Regions from separate parts of the Sus scrofa genome. Here region 1 is linked to region 2. Evidence: chromatin contacts called from public Hi-C data. All regions are on one chromosome and are shown on one strand. Each heading gives the region's core, a stretch centred on a gene start, on an enhancer-like site or on the middle of the called end of the contact. The rest is flanking DNA. Distances are from core to core; before and after follow the strand shown.

What was found. Hi-C and Micro-C count contacts between places; a contact is called where the count stands out from the background.
Region 1: a Hi-C map of embryonic fibroblasts shows a contact between it and region 2, with 4 times the contacts expected there. The contact joins the enhancer-like site here to the promoter of MYPN in region 2. A contact is called at or near these places in 1 of 5 promoter capture datasets (fetal skeletal muscle), 10 of 47 Hi-C or Micro-C datasets (adipocytes, brain, embryonic fibroblasts and 3 more) and 1 of 2 datasets of contacts at active chromatin or transcription factors (skeletal muscle).

Annotation. Positions count from the first base shown.
Region 1 is chr14:71,337,171-71,344,416 of Sscrofa11.1, forward strand. MYPN (myopalladin) reads left to right here. Exons shown (of 19, transcript XM_021072494.1): 6 at 5,645-5,786. Among named protein-coding and RNA genes, the nearest start is that of MYPN, 58 kb to the left of the region's middle. Within about 2 kb of position 1,316, at least 26 of the 83 cell types and tissues checked have an H3K27ac peak or open chromatin away from gene starts, as enhancers often do. A contact at or near this core is called in embryonic fibroblasts, fetal skeletal muscle and skeletal muscle, where this site is marked.
Region 2 is chr14:71,280,120-71,286,840 of Sscrofa11.1, forward strand. It overlaps MYPN (myopalladin), which reads left to right and starts at 3,152. Exons shown (of 19, transcript XM_021072494.1): 1 at 3,152-3,234.

The DNA.
Region 1 (7,246 bases), core at 66-2,565, 55 kb after region 2:
ATGAGAAACAAGATCCCTCAGTTTTTAAGGTTTGTTTCTTGTAATCTGCTTTCTGAATTTAAATTTTGCTACTTTCAAAGATTTGAGGTAGGAAAGCAACATGTTCTGGCTTGGTGAATACCAGACTTCGATGAAGAGTTATAAGTGGACCGCGCGCGTGCGTGCATGCATGCATGCGTGTGTGTGTGTGTGTGTGTGTGTGTGTGTGTGAGAGAGAGAGAGAGAGAGCAAGAGCGCGCACGAAATAGCTGATAGTGCTACCTTTCTTAGTTCACTGCTAAGTCAACTAGCCTTAAATCAAAGCTTTAAATGCCAATTAATCTCGACACTTTAATTTATTATGCCCATTTGTCACACTTTTTGTGACTCTTCAAAGGCAATTAAACTGCAGAATGATTTATACCCAGTCCCAAACTGGAGTTCCTCCTCTCTTCTCCCCACCACCATCTGCCCAGCCAGACACCAGACAGGTGCCCTTAATCTCCCTCCACACTTACAGATCTTTTGGGTGCTCTGTCTTTGCTGCATCTGTATCACCTGGTACCTATCTCTGGTACAATATTTAACACAATAATAAAGCTGTTTATGTTTCTGTCTCTCCCGAGCATCTTGAAAGCTATCTCTAATATCTAGATAGGAGTCCATAAACGTTACAAGAAGTCCAAAGCCATTTTTATTATTCTAGTAGGATTTTAACACTCATTCTTCACATGTAATTTTCATGGACTGGTTAGCAACAAGTTTAGCTGCTTCTTTTTTTGTTTTGTTTCTTCATTTGCTTTTTAGGGCCGCATCCACAACATATGGAGGTTCCCAGGCTGGGGCTGAATCAGAGCTGTAGCTACCAGCCTACACCACAGACACACAGGATCCAAGCCACTTCTGTGACCTGCATCACAGCTCACAGCAAAGCCGGATCCTTAACCCACTGAGCATGGCCAGGGATGGAACCTGCATCCTCATGGATGCAAGTCAGATTGTTAACTGCTGAGCCATGACGGGAGCTCAAAGTTTAGCTGCTTTTGTATAGTGATTGCTTACCTCCCTCTCATTAGATGCTCTGAATTGCAGATACATATATGTCTTTGATAAATAAAAATGGGGAAATGAATTTGTCATCAGTCTCTGCTGTTTGTTAGATAAATCTCCAAAAACATTTGATCCATGGTGGGAAAACAGTACCAAGTACAGAGACTCACACTCTGGTGAGGCTTTCTCAGCCCTCGGGAAGTATGCTTTTGCCTCCATAAATGGGATCAGGGCTGTTCAGACGTAAGGCCCTAGGATAGGCTGTGGCTCAGATTCCAGAGGGACTTATCAGCAACGATGTGCTTGCGTTAGTTTCCATGGGTAAGGGCAGAATTGAGGTCATAGTCACTGCCAGTGTCATTAGAAAATTTCTGAGTCAGAGCCACTGATGATGGTAATCACGTGGCATGAGCCATGATAACTGATCACTGGCATATGTCTGTTCGGGTTATTCCTGCTCTATTTACTTCTTTAGGGACTTCTGGCATTCCAGTCCCTATGACTCACTTTCTATACTGCCCAACAAAGCATTTCTTTGCCAGTCATGGCAAGAGGCCATTTTTTTAAAGCAATGATTAGAGAGCAGACTTTTATTTAACTCCTGTTCTGATGATGGGGAAGTACTGGTATTACCCTCTTTTAAAAAGGATGGTTGCACAGCAAAACAGTGGTAGAGTTTGAGAGAAGCCTGGGGCCACATATGCTAGTTCACTGCTCTACCTGTAAGTGATAATTATGTTCTAAAATATTTTATGGAGATAGACTATCCTCCATCTTCTGTACAGTATCAAAAACACTTTCATTCTGTTTCTTTGGGGGGGGGGAGCGTGCTCACACTTCTTGAGTGTGCAGGGAAGTATATGATCAATTAGAATCTTACTCTGATCACTGCTCCCACTCCAACAGCAGCTGCTCTGGCAGGCTTTCAAGGCTGCAGCAGCCTTGGCTCCAACTGCTTCAGCAGTAATTTGAAGAGTGCAAGGGGGCAGGGGAAGTGAAAATTTGAAGAACAGCACTTCATTATATAATAGCAGAGACAGGAAACCCTGAAATAACTGGGCCAGTGGTCAGATCTAAGTTTCTGAAGACTACATGGGCCCCCCTCCCCAACTTGACAATTCCAGAGACTTCTCTGACACAGCTCTACCCTGGGCACTTGTAACAATGTAGGAGCAAAAAAGGTCTTCAAAGACTTATCAGTAAAAAAAACTGCTCTGATCCAGCCTAAAGCATATACACCTTCACTTCCAGCATCTTACAAGGTGCAAAAACAGCAACTGGATTTAAAAAATAAAATGACAATATGAACCTTGTAGCTGCCCTCTTTTAATCAATGGGGGAGATGCCTTTTCCCAAGGATGTCCCTGCATTATACTTCCAGATATAGATCCACTAAGCGGAACTGTGTCCTTTTAGCTCACATTTATAACATCTGGCACAGAGCAGGCACATAGTAATACTTATTCTGTGGTAAATAACTTCCATTTCAGCTAAGAAGGAATTATTGCTTTCATCGCTTTGTGATTTTAGCATGTCTTTAGGAGGAATAGAGAAAGAAATCCAATATCAAATGCCTGTGGAAAACTTCTTCTCAAGGTTCCGTGTCCCCCTACAGAGAAGGTCTTCCCAGATGATCAGCATGGTGATGAACCACACGACAGATTTAATCATTGGATACTATTTACCTCAGGAGGGTGTAGACTTTTTTGTTACAGTGACTTTGAGTTCAGATCTATAATTCCTAATTAAGGCTAATTTAATCTTTGCTAGTTAGGGATGGTTTCATGCCTTATTCATCTTCAAGAAAGTCAAGAAGAATAGGATCGAGTCTGTATACAATGTTCTCTTGGTAACAGCCTAAGACCTGCTGCTGTGTGTTGAACATGGCCCTATCTACACCATGTTCAGATGGTGTAACTGGTTTGGACCTGACGTGCAGTCGTGTGAGCCAATTTCTTCTCGTGAGACTTTGGTAGAAAAGCACAGTTTTCGACAAAACAACCATCATCCTTCAAACTATGACTTTCAACAATCTCTTCTAAGTGGCTCGTTAAGATGACTCGGGGCAACTCCTTCACTGAGTATTGATGTGTCATGCTGGAATGAGCTTCCATCTCACATTGCAGACACTTAGCAGGCATATTCTATAAGCATAGTATCTCAGGTATATTGGCTGAACTCTCAAACAGAACACAGACAGGCCTTGGGCTTCAAAGACAAGTGAATAATTACAACCAACTAATGTTGGTCTCAACTGTGAGTAATATACTCTCTCAAAGAAGTCCCTTTGCAAGCAGGACTTTGGTATAACCTCTGCAGATTGAGAACTGGTTCACATATCTGAACCACAGGCCATGTCAGAATATATACATTAGTGTTCCTGTTGTGGCTCAGCAGAAGTGAACCCAACTGGTATACTTAAGGACTTGGGTTTGGTCCCTGGCTCAGCTCAGTGGGTTAAGGATCCGGTGTTGCTGTGGCTGTGGTGTAGGTCAGCAGCTGAAGCTCCTATTCAACCCCTAGCCTGGGAACTTCCACATGCCACAGGTTTGGCCCTAAAAAAAAAAAAAAAAAAAAAAAAAAAAAGAGAGAGAATGTATAGATTGACCTCATTCTGCTTACATCCATTTTTTAATATGCATCCCTGTATTTTATTTATTCAATCCCTCTGCTACCACTTTTTTTTGGGGGGGGTTGCTTTGGTTTTCTAATTTGTTTGCCTCAAAAGGAATGAAATTTCATTATGTATGAATCCCAGGGAGATATCTTCTGTCATTAAGGGTTTTTTTTTTTTTTGTCTTTTTTGCTCTTTCTTTGGGCCACTCCCGCGGCATATGGAGGTTCCCAGGCTAGGGGTCGAATTGGAGCTGTAGCTACCAGCCTAGGCCAGGGCCACAGCAACGCGGGATCCAAGCCGCGTCTGCAACCTACACCACAGCTCACGGCAATTGTCAACCCACTGAGCAAGGGCAGGGATCGAACCCGCAACCTCATGGATCCTAGTCGGATTCGTTAACCACTGCGCCACGACGGGAACTCCTGCCATTAAGGTTTTGAACAGGCTCCCAAACTACCATTTTAGCACAGAATTTACTCAGATGTCAGAGTGGAAGGCATATTCACCCGCTTGCCAGGAGCACCCAAGACTCGCTGATGTTCCCTGCTTACTGAGAACATTCCATTCTTGTCACTAAAAGCTACTGTTTTGGGGTAGACGAGGAATGACCAGGTTTTTAATCAAATAGTTCCTTACTACTTCAGAAACCACTCTGTGCCAATCCCATCCTGAATTGCTTCAGCAAACAAATTTGAAAATGCAAAGGACAAAATACTAACTTTGAACTGCAGCGCCCCCTGGAGTTCAAAAACAAATTTACACACCCTTCTGAGGTAAAAGTCTCCTAAAAGACTAAGCTAAGCCATGTGGCCATCCTCAATCCTGTACTCCTTATGTAAATGCAGTAAATATGATGGCCCATGCACGAAATGTCATAAATTGTTAGGACAAGAGCTATAAACAATCACAAAATATTTATAAGAGTGAATGACCAAAGCAGAAGGCTTTCCCCTTCTCCAAAGCAAGAGCCAATATTTCCTAAAGGCAGATGTCAAAATTGTAATAATACAAGCCTTGTAGTATTTGTTGTTAATGGAGCTTGTAGAGGAAGTTAATCATAACCTTTCCATATTTATAATATTTTGGCTAAAATTAAAAACAAAAATATGCCAAAGGAGTATTTCATAATCAAATGAAGTACCAACTACACAAATGAATGTGTGACTTTAAGTTCACAAATCACAATGAGGGAAAGACAAGTTGTGAAAGGAGCATGTGAGTTCCATTCTCCCATAGAGTCTAATACAACATATACTGATATTTTACAATTGAAAGTGATTTTTGTCAACTTTTTTGTGTGGAAGTGTGGAAGAGTGTTTACTGATGCCTTCACAAAATTATGACTTATTTTCACCATGATGTAGGACTCCACATGTGGCTGATTTTATAGAAACTGTCATTGTTTATCTCCCTCAACAGACATGGAGGCTATACTGTAAAAAATACAAAAGGAAAACAAAATAGCAAAACAAAAGTCAATTTCCAGGACTACAAAAGGTAGACAAGGCAAAGTCAAGAAAAGAGTCAGTCTTGAGCCACAGAGATGTTCCACCTCAAGGAAGATTCCTGCATGGAAAAATACATTACTCTCAGGCTGAATACAGCTAGTAGACACTCATTGCAGATTTTCAAAATTGTTATTTCTGAAAACCAAACTCCACTTGGGCATTTTCTTAAATGAAGCAGAATTACTTTACAAAAAAATTAGTATTTTGCAAACTTTCCAAATGTTTTGCCTAGTACTCAGTAAATTTGTCTGGCACTCAACAGAGAGGAAAAGGAAAAAGACAGTGAGGAAAAAGCTTCCTAAGGGCTCAAACGATTCTATCTTCAAAAATAGATTCAATGTACATTCAGAATTGAAGATGCTGAAAATGTACAAGATTTGGAGAAAATCCAAATATGGAGGCAATGGTATCTTTTTCTAAAATTCTGCACTGGAAGTAGATTCCAAAAAGTGTATAATTTTGGTTTCTAAGAATATTCTTCTTATTACAGATGTTACAAAATCTATCAGCTTCTGAGGGTCAGCTGGTTGTCTTCGAATGCAGAGTAAAAGGAGCTCCATCTCCTAAAGTTGAGTGGTACAGAGAGGGGACCTTGATAGAAGATTCTCCAGATTTTAGAATTTTACAGAAAAGTAAGTTGATGCTTTAAAATTATTTTTCTTTCTTTCTTTCTTTCTTTTTTGGTCTTTTTAGGGCTGCACCCATGGCATATGGAGGTTCCCAGCCTAGGGGTCTAATCAGAGCTGTAGCCACCAGCCTACGCCACAGCCACAGCAACGCAGGATCCGAGCCTCATCTGCAACCTACACCACAGCTCAGGGCAACGCTGGATCCTTAACCCACTGAGTGAGGCCAGGGATCAAACCCACAACTTTGTGGTTCCTAACCAGATTCATTTCTGCTGTGCCATGGTGGGAGCTCCTAAAATTATTTTTCTGATAATTTCTATAAATTTATTGTCTACATTTATTTTCATTTTTAAAGTGTGTACATTTATTAGAACTTTTAACAACTAATTAAAATGTAATGAAAAAGAATAAGCTAAAAATCACTTATAGGGAGTTCTCACTGTGGCCCGGGGAAACGAATCCAATTAGTATACATGAGGATGTGGTTCAATCCCTGGCCTCATTCAATGGGTTAAGGATTCAGTGTTGCCGTGAGCTGTGGTGTAGGTTGCAGACACGACTTGGATCTGACATTGCTGTGGCAGTGGTGTAGGCTGGCAGCTTAGCTCCAATTTGACCCTAACCTGGGCATTGCCATATGCCACAGGTGTGGCCCTAAAAAGCAAAAAAAAAAAAAAAAAAAAAAAAGACGCTTATAATCATGACCCACCAGACTAAACCCTGTTACTATTTTGGTGTATATTCTCCAAAAATGTTTCTATGCAGATGTTTTTTCAAAATAAACCATACTTTTTTGTAAATTGATTTTATTCACTTAATGTTTCATGAATATCTTTCCAATCTAATTGATAGATGTTTTTACTTTTAAAAATAAATTGATACAATTTCATATTTATTTAATCTCTATTGTTGAACATGTAGATTGTTCACAAATTTTTATTATTATAAAGTGTGTTTCAAAGCATGTTAGCAAAGAAGATCTTTGTCAATAACTGTGAAAATAAATTTGAGAATTAGACTTGTTACTATAAATTCACATTTTTAAAAGGCTTTTGACATAAACTGCCAAAATTCCATCCAAAAAGGCTGAACTAAATTTAGGATGATCAATATAATTGATCATCTAATCTGGGACATTCTGGGGAGTAAAAGAGGGTGCTATTAATTATTATACAAAGATCCCTGCAATAAACCACATCTGCCCCATTTGACTGGGACACATGTTGTTCCAGCTACATTCTACCACAAGCAGCAACATATGAGAATTCCTTTTGTCTTATACCTTCAGCAACAATGGGCATTAAAAGTTTTTTTAATCCTCACTAATTCCCAAAATGGGAACACTTGTTTTAATCTGACTTCACTAATCAGAGGTGGGAGGAAACTTATTTTTCATATGATTGGGTCTTTGTATTGATTTTTAAATTCTGTCCATAATCCTTTGTCCATTTTTATTGGGTTTT
Region 2 (6,721 bases), core at 1,902-4,401:
TCCAAAGAAGACATACAGATGGTCAAAAAACACATGAAAAGATGTTCAACATCACTCATGATTAGAGAAATGCAAATCAAAACCACTAGGAGGTACCACTTTACACCAGCCAGAATGGCCATCATCAAAAAGTCTACAAACAATAACTGCTGGAGAGGGTGTGGAGAAAAAGGAACCCTAGTACACTGTTGGTGGGATTGTAAATTGGTGCAACCACTGTGGAAAACAGTATGGAGATTCCTCAGAAATCTAAACATAGAACTACCATTTGATCCAGCAGTCCCATTCTTGGGCATCTATCCAGAGAAAACCATGACTCACAAAGACACATGTACTCCAGTGTTCACTGCAGCACTATTTTCCATAGCCAAGACATGGCAATAACCTAAATGTCCATTGACAGAGGAGGGGATCAAGAAGATGTGGTACATATACACAATGGAATATTACTCAGCCATTAAAAGGAACGAAATAATGGCAATTTTAGCAACATGGATGGACCTAGAAATTATCATGCTAAGTGAAGTCAGTCAGACAATGAGACACTAACATCAAATGCTTTCGCTGACGTGGAATCTGAAAAAAAGACAGAATGAACTACTTTGCAGATCAGATACTGACTCACAGACTTTGAAAAACTTATGGTTTCCAAAAGAGACAGTTCAGGGGGTGGGGGGAATGCGCTGGGGTTGTGGGATGGAAATCTTATAAAATTGGATTGTGATGATCATTGCACAACTCTAAATGTAATAAATTCATTGAGTAATAAAAAAACTCTTCTGTTTAAATTTAAATTTTTTTAGTATGGGAAATTCTCATTGAAAAAATAAAATATATTTTGTTTTAAAATATTAATGATTATTGTTAATAATTAACTTAAGCATTTCAGTAAAATATTAAGAAGAAAATAACAGAATTACCATCCCAGGAGATATAAACTGGTAACAATTATTTACCATCATTCTGATAGTTTTCCATACTCCAAGTATGTTGTACAGACATAGAAATCAATGTAAGTTTACCCAATGGATCTTGGAGCTTTGTAAACTATTTTCACTCAACAAGGTGCTAAGGACCTTTTTCCAAGTGTTGGGGAGCTTAGTTATGTTCATGTGGAAGACATGCCCAGACTATGAACTTACAGGGCCAATTATCCATACATATAATAATGGATATTCTCAGTCTTATTCTGTTCAAGTAGAATAAAAATCTTGTTTTCCAGCATCGAGATGTAATTGACATATATAAATCGTGTAAGTTTAAGATATAAAACTGTCATGATTTGATAACACATATCTGTTATGAAATGATTACCACATACATTGACAACTCCATCACCTTGAAAAATCTAATTAAGTTGACAATATTCAGGTGTGTCTTCTTATACTGATACTCAACATCTATGCTTTGATTGCCTAGAGCAGCTTCTCTGGGTTCTTCAACCTCTCTGGCTCCAGAGAACAGCTTTTCTGTTCTGTTAAACCTCTCTGGCTTCTAGAGAACAGCTCAGGGGAATATATAAAGGAGAGCCTTGAGATGTTACTTGGCATATGCATTTTGTTTACCGCACATGTTTATTTATAACCTTTAAGATAATAAGCAACTTGTTTGATTATGTCTATAACACATATAAAGACATAATTTCTTTGCTCTGTGGCTATAATTACTTAAACCTTCAGTCCTCCTACCACGGTCTCAGTTCCAACTATCATCAACCCAGCCTGAACATCTGCCACAGCCTGTGTCTTGGCTCTTTGGTTCATCCACACAACCACTGGGGTAATCTTTTTATAATGCAGATTTGATCAGATCATCTTAAAATCTTATCTGAGGTTATTATCAGGCATCCAGCACCCTACATAGTCAAGTCTTTATCCTCCTCTCCCTGCCACCTTCTCCAAATCACACCCATCTTTATTTTATGAGCTAGGAAATTGCTCTCTCACACCTTTCCTACATTTACATGTTGTTCCCTCAGTCTTGTGAAGTTCTAATTTTTCAAGACTCAGCTCAGGACATACTTTCTTTATGAAGACTTGCTGTCTCTGATGTTGGGAGCCACCCTCCTCTCTGCTGCCATCCTCTGCTATAGAGATTGCCTTATTACAATATAATCAATTGCTTGTCTTCTCCCTCACTAGACTGTTAGCTCAAGATCAGGAACTTGGATCTTTTCACCCTTGTATCTCCAAGAATGAAAAAATACAAATTGTTTCACATTAGTCAGTAGCTCCAGTTGGCAAAATTTTTATCTTTGAATAATAATGTATGAGAAATAGAAAATGTTATTTATTGTTGTTCAAAACAATGTCTCTAAGGGAAAAAGACAATTAAGAAGCTCTCAGTGGAAAAAGACTGTAAACATATATAAAATAAGCATACATTAATATTTGTCATTTGAGCAATTGTTCCTTGCTTGGGAAACAATCTTTCTAAGGGAAGGATTTGTATTTTCTTTGTTCCTTCTGATGCCTAGCAGAGTACCATGTTCATAGAATAATCACTAGTCCATTTTTACTGATTAACTGAATGAGTGAATCCATTCATTATATAAAAACTAAGCCTCAGGAATTTATAATCCCTGCCTCTTTGAATCTCTATGTATATTGACATATCTTGTGAGGTACTTGAAGACAGGGTCTCTGCTTTATTGACTTTTATTTATTCCTATGTCTTAACAAAGAGCACAGAACACAGAAGTTGATGGTCTGTTATAAAAATTACATCAGTGAAAGATACATGTGCTTTGTTCATCACTGTATCCCTATGATCTAACACCTTACTACAGTAGAAACCTAGTGAATATTTGTTAGATAAACCTAACTTGGAAATCTGACATCTGGAAAGTACAACTAAAATTGAATATAAAATGTTTTCCTTAGTCCCTTGAATTTAGGCATCAATTCAGATTAGAGGAAGTGTTATTCTGAAAGATATGTTACTTATTGCTAAGAAATAGCTTAACCACACAGAAGTGGGGATGGGAAGAAGAAGGGAGAAGAGTTGTAAACAAACAAATGAGACTCACAGGAGAAAATAGCTCCTCCGAGGGGAGCCACATGCTCTGATACCCAAGGCAGCCACATGAGGAAGCAGCCTAAAATTAGCAGGATGGGCAAGCCCAGGAAGGGACAGCCACGGCAGCTTTCCCTGCACTCAACAAGTGAGGTGAAGGGCCAGGAGCCCCGGTGGAACCCTCCTCTGCCTGTGGAGATCCACTGCAGTGTGTGCTAGGTAAGCCCCCCGCCCCTGGATCTCACCTTAGGAGGTAAAGCAAGAGATTTCTTAAGGGAATGTCCAGACAATGGAAAGATTTAATATTGCTTAATAAAGAGGTGCTTCCAGGAGTATAATGACTAAGATAGCAATAAAAAGACTCTTGTACCCATCCTCACCCAAGGTATTCATCTGAACTATCCCTTTGCACCTTATTTGAACTGGGCCTCTCTGGGGTGTATAGGTGCTATTTTTTCTCAAGGGTTGGAGTAAAGAAAATTTGTAGGAGTTCCTGTTGTGGTGCAGCAGAAACAAATCTGAAACTGGTTGCAGGTTCGATCCCTGGCCTTGCTCAGTGGGTTAAGGATCCGGCATTGCTGTGAGCTGTGGCGCAGGTCGCAGATTTGGCTGGGATCTGATGTTGCTATGGCAGGAGCGTAGGCCGGCAGCTGTAGCTCTGATTGGACCCTTGCCCTCGGAACCTCCATATGTCACAGGTGTGGCCCTAAAAAGCAAAAAAAAGAAAAAAGAAAATTTGTAAAACCATGTGGAAGAGGAAAGAGTACTTCCAAGTACTCTTTATACATATAAAGGGGTGAGATACTGCAGAGCCAAAAAGGTAAGATTAGCAATACACAAATAGGACTTGGTAGGCAACAATGTGCTTTGTTTGTGGACGAAGTACAGAGTCGTTGAGCTGGTGGAGGACAGACAACAGGATCCTGGAGGAGGCCAGGATTTTCGCTGCTATTGTTTCATAAAGAACTAGATCAGTGATGGCGTAAGTGAGTTATTCCAAGTCAGGGTATTTATCTATCACTCACTATAGTTTTTATAAGTGCCTATTTTCTATGCTGTAATTCATTTTTATGTTACCTATATTTTTTGAAGTTATTACTCAATGGTAAAACCCTCCTGTGCTATCAAGAAGGTGTCTCATAGGGCTGATCTGAAGGGACTGTGTAATTGGACAGTAGAAATTCAGAACTTTCAAAAAAAATTACAGCTGTATTGAGATGTAATTCACCTATCATATAACGCACTTATTTAAAGTGTACAACTCTATGTTTTAGTATATCTACAGAGTTTTGCAACCACTGCCACAATCAATTGTAGAACATTTTATCATCCTTCCCTCCAAAACCCATACCCAATGGCAGCCACTCCTCTTTTCTTCCAGCACTCCCCTCATCCACAATCCTAGGCAACCACAAATCTATACCTGCTTCTGTAGGTTTGCCTATTTTGGACAGGTCATACAAATGGAATGCTACAATATGTGGTCTTTTTTTTTTCTTCTTTTATTTTAGGGCAGCACCCACAGCATATGGAAGTTCCCAGGCTAGGCGTGGAATCAGAGCTGCAGCTGCAGGCCTACACCACGGCCACAGTAATTCGGGATCTGAGCTGTGTCTGCAACCTACACTATAGTTCATGGCAATGCCGGATACTTAACCCCCAATGAGAGAGGCCAGGGGTCAAACCCGCATCCTCATGGATATTAGTTGGGTTCGTTACCACTGAGCCACAACAGGAACTCCAATATGTGGTCTTTTTGTGAGTTGTCGTTTTGTTTATTTTTTGGTTTTGGTGGGAGAGATGGATGCTTATTGTGTAGAAAGAGAGACAAGAACTTTTGTCGGGAGTATTAACTATTGATTCATCCTAAAGCGGAATTGTCATTGACTCTAGTCTCCATTCCGGGTGAGTATTTATTACCCATTACTCAGATTATTCATTTATAATGGCATTTCAGTGGTATGTAGAATTATATGATTAACAAATGCTTTTTAGTGAAGGTGATTTTCATTTACTGATAATCTTGGATATGATTTGACATTTAGGGTAGGTATCATTAGAAAACTTATATGGTACGTATCCTAAGGTTTTAGTAAATAATAAATGAAGATGGACTGTATCTAGATCATTCTGGAACAGGTACTAGGTTCGAAGTAAATAGTTGTATTTTCCTCTGCCCTACTCTCAGGGTTAAACATTTACTCATATTATAAAACATATGGAGCAGCCTGGAAGAAAATCTTAACCTAGCAGAGTGCTTTGAACATACCAGTTACTCAATAAATGCCTTTTAAAGCAGGAAAGGAAGATATAGTCATGAATGTGTGCATTTTACAGATGTGATATTAATTCATAAAAGTTATGGAAAACAGTTTCATATGCTGGAATAGGAGGCACCAATTATAATTTCAAGTTTGAGCTCATATCAACTACAATCTCAGATAACTGACTTACTTTCTCTGGTCCTCAACTTATCTAAAACTCCAGGCTGAGATGATAGGCTGGATCATAGCTGGATCATTGTTCGAATTGTGGAAATATCTTAAGGCAATGTCTCCAAGACACGTGTGTCTTGTATTATTTCATGCTAAAGGTCACACACTGAATTATAGAGTTGCATTTTAGGGAAGTCCAGTTGGTTGGCTGTCATAAGATCTTGAAACTTATAATTACCTTGATGAAATTACCAGGTTCCATCGTCTGGTCCTCAGCTATCCAAGCTCAGAAACCTAATTTGATTTTCAAAATTCTTATAATGATTCAGTCCTTAGCAAGGTATTTACATTAACCAAACTCCCAAGAGAGTAATGCAGCATCCACCATTCCAGTTTGTTAAATTTACAATGAGAAAGATGGCTTCAGAGCAAACCAAATGCATATCCCCCATCAACTTATTCTTTTTTCTTTAAAATCTATTTTTTTAAAAAAACAATTGAAATCAGAAAGTTGCTGCATGAGCATGGATTGGAGCAAGGTAAGTAACTGGTATGTTATCTAGGAGTGTTGGCCTGGGGCTGCCAGCACCATCATCAGGAGCAGATAGGGCTCTCTTGGGTGAACACTGCTAATTCCTTCTCTGATTTCCTTTTCCTGCTTGTCATTCTAATTATTTCTTCAGATATAGATATACACATATTTATATTTATATACATACATATATTTAACAGATAGATTGGTGGGTAGATAGATAAGTACATGATAGGTAGACAGATAGATAGATAGATACCATCAGTTAGGCTACTGCCAAATTTTGCTCCTTCTTTTTTATTGGTGTCCTTGAAGTGTTTTTTCTTGCCTTGGGTACAACTTTTACTATTTTTTCCCTTTATAAATATAATACACCCTTATTAGAAGGTTTTTTTAAAAAGTACAGCTAAGAAAAACTATGAGAGAAAAACCTTCCATAGTTCCTCTACCTACTTATAACCATTTAACATTTTGGAAAATTGTGCTCCAGACTTTAAAAAAATAAAACACATGGGAACGTAAATTGGTACAATCACTATGGAAAACAGTATGGAGGTACCTCAGAAAACTAAATATAGAACTAATATATGATTCAGCAATCCCACTCCTGGGCATATATCCAGAAAAAACTGTAATTCAGAAAGATACATACATACACCCTTGTGTTCACTGCAGCACGAGTCACAATAGCCAAGACATGGAAACAACCTAAACGGCTATCAACAGATGAATGGATTAA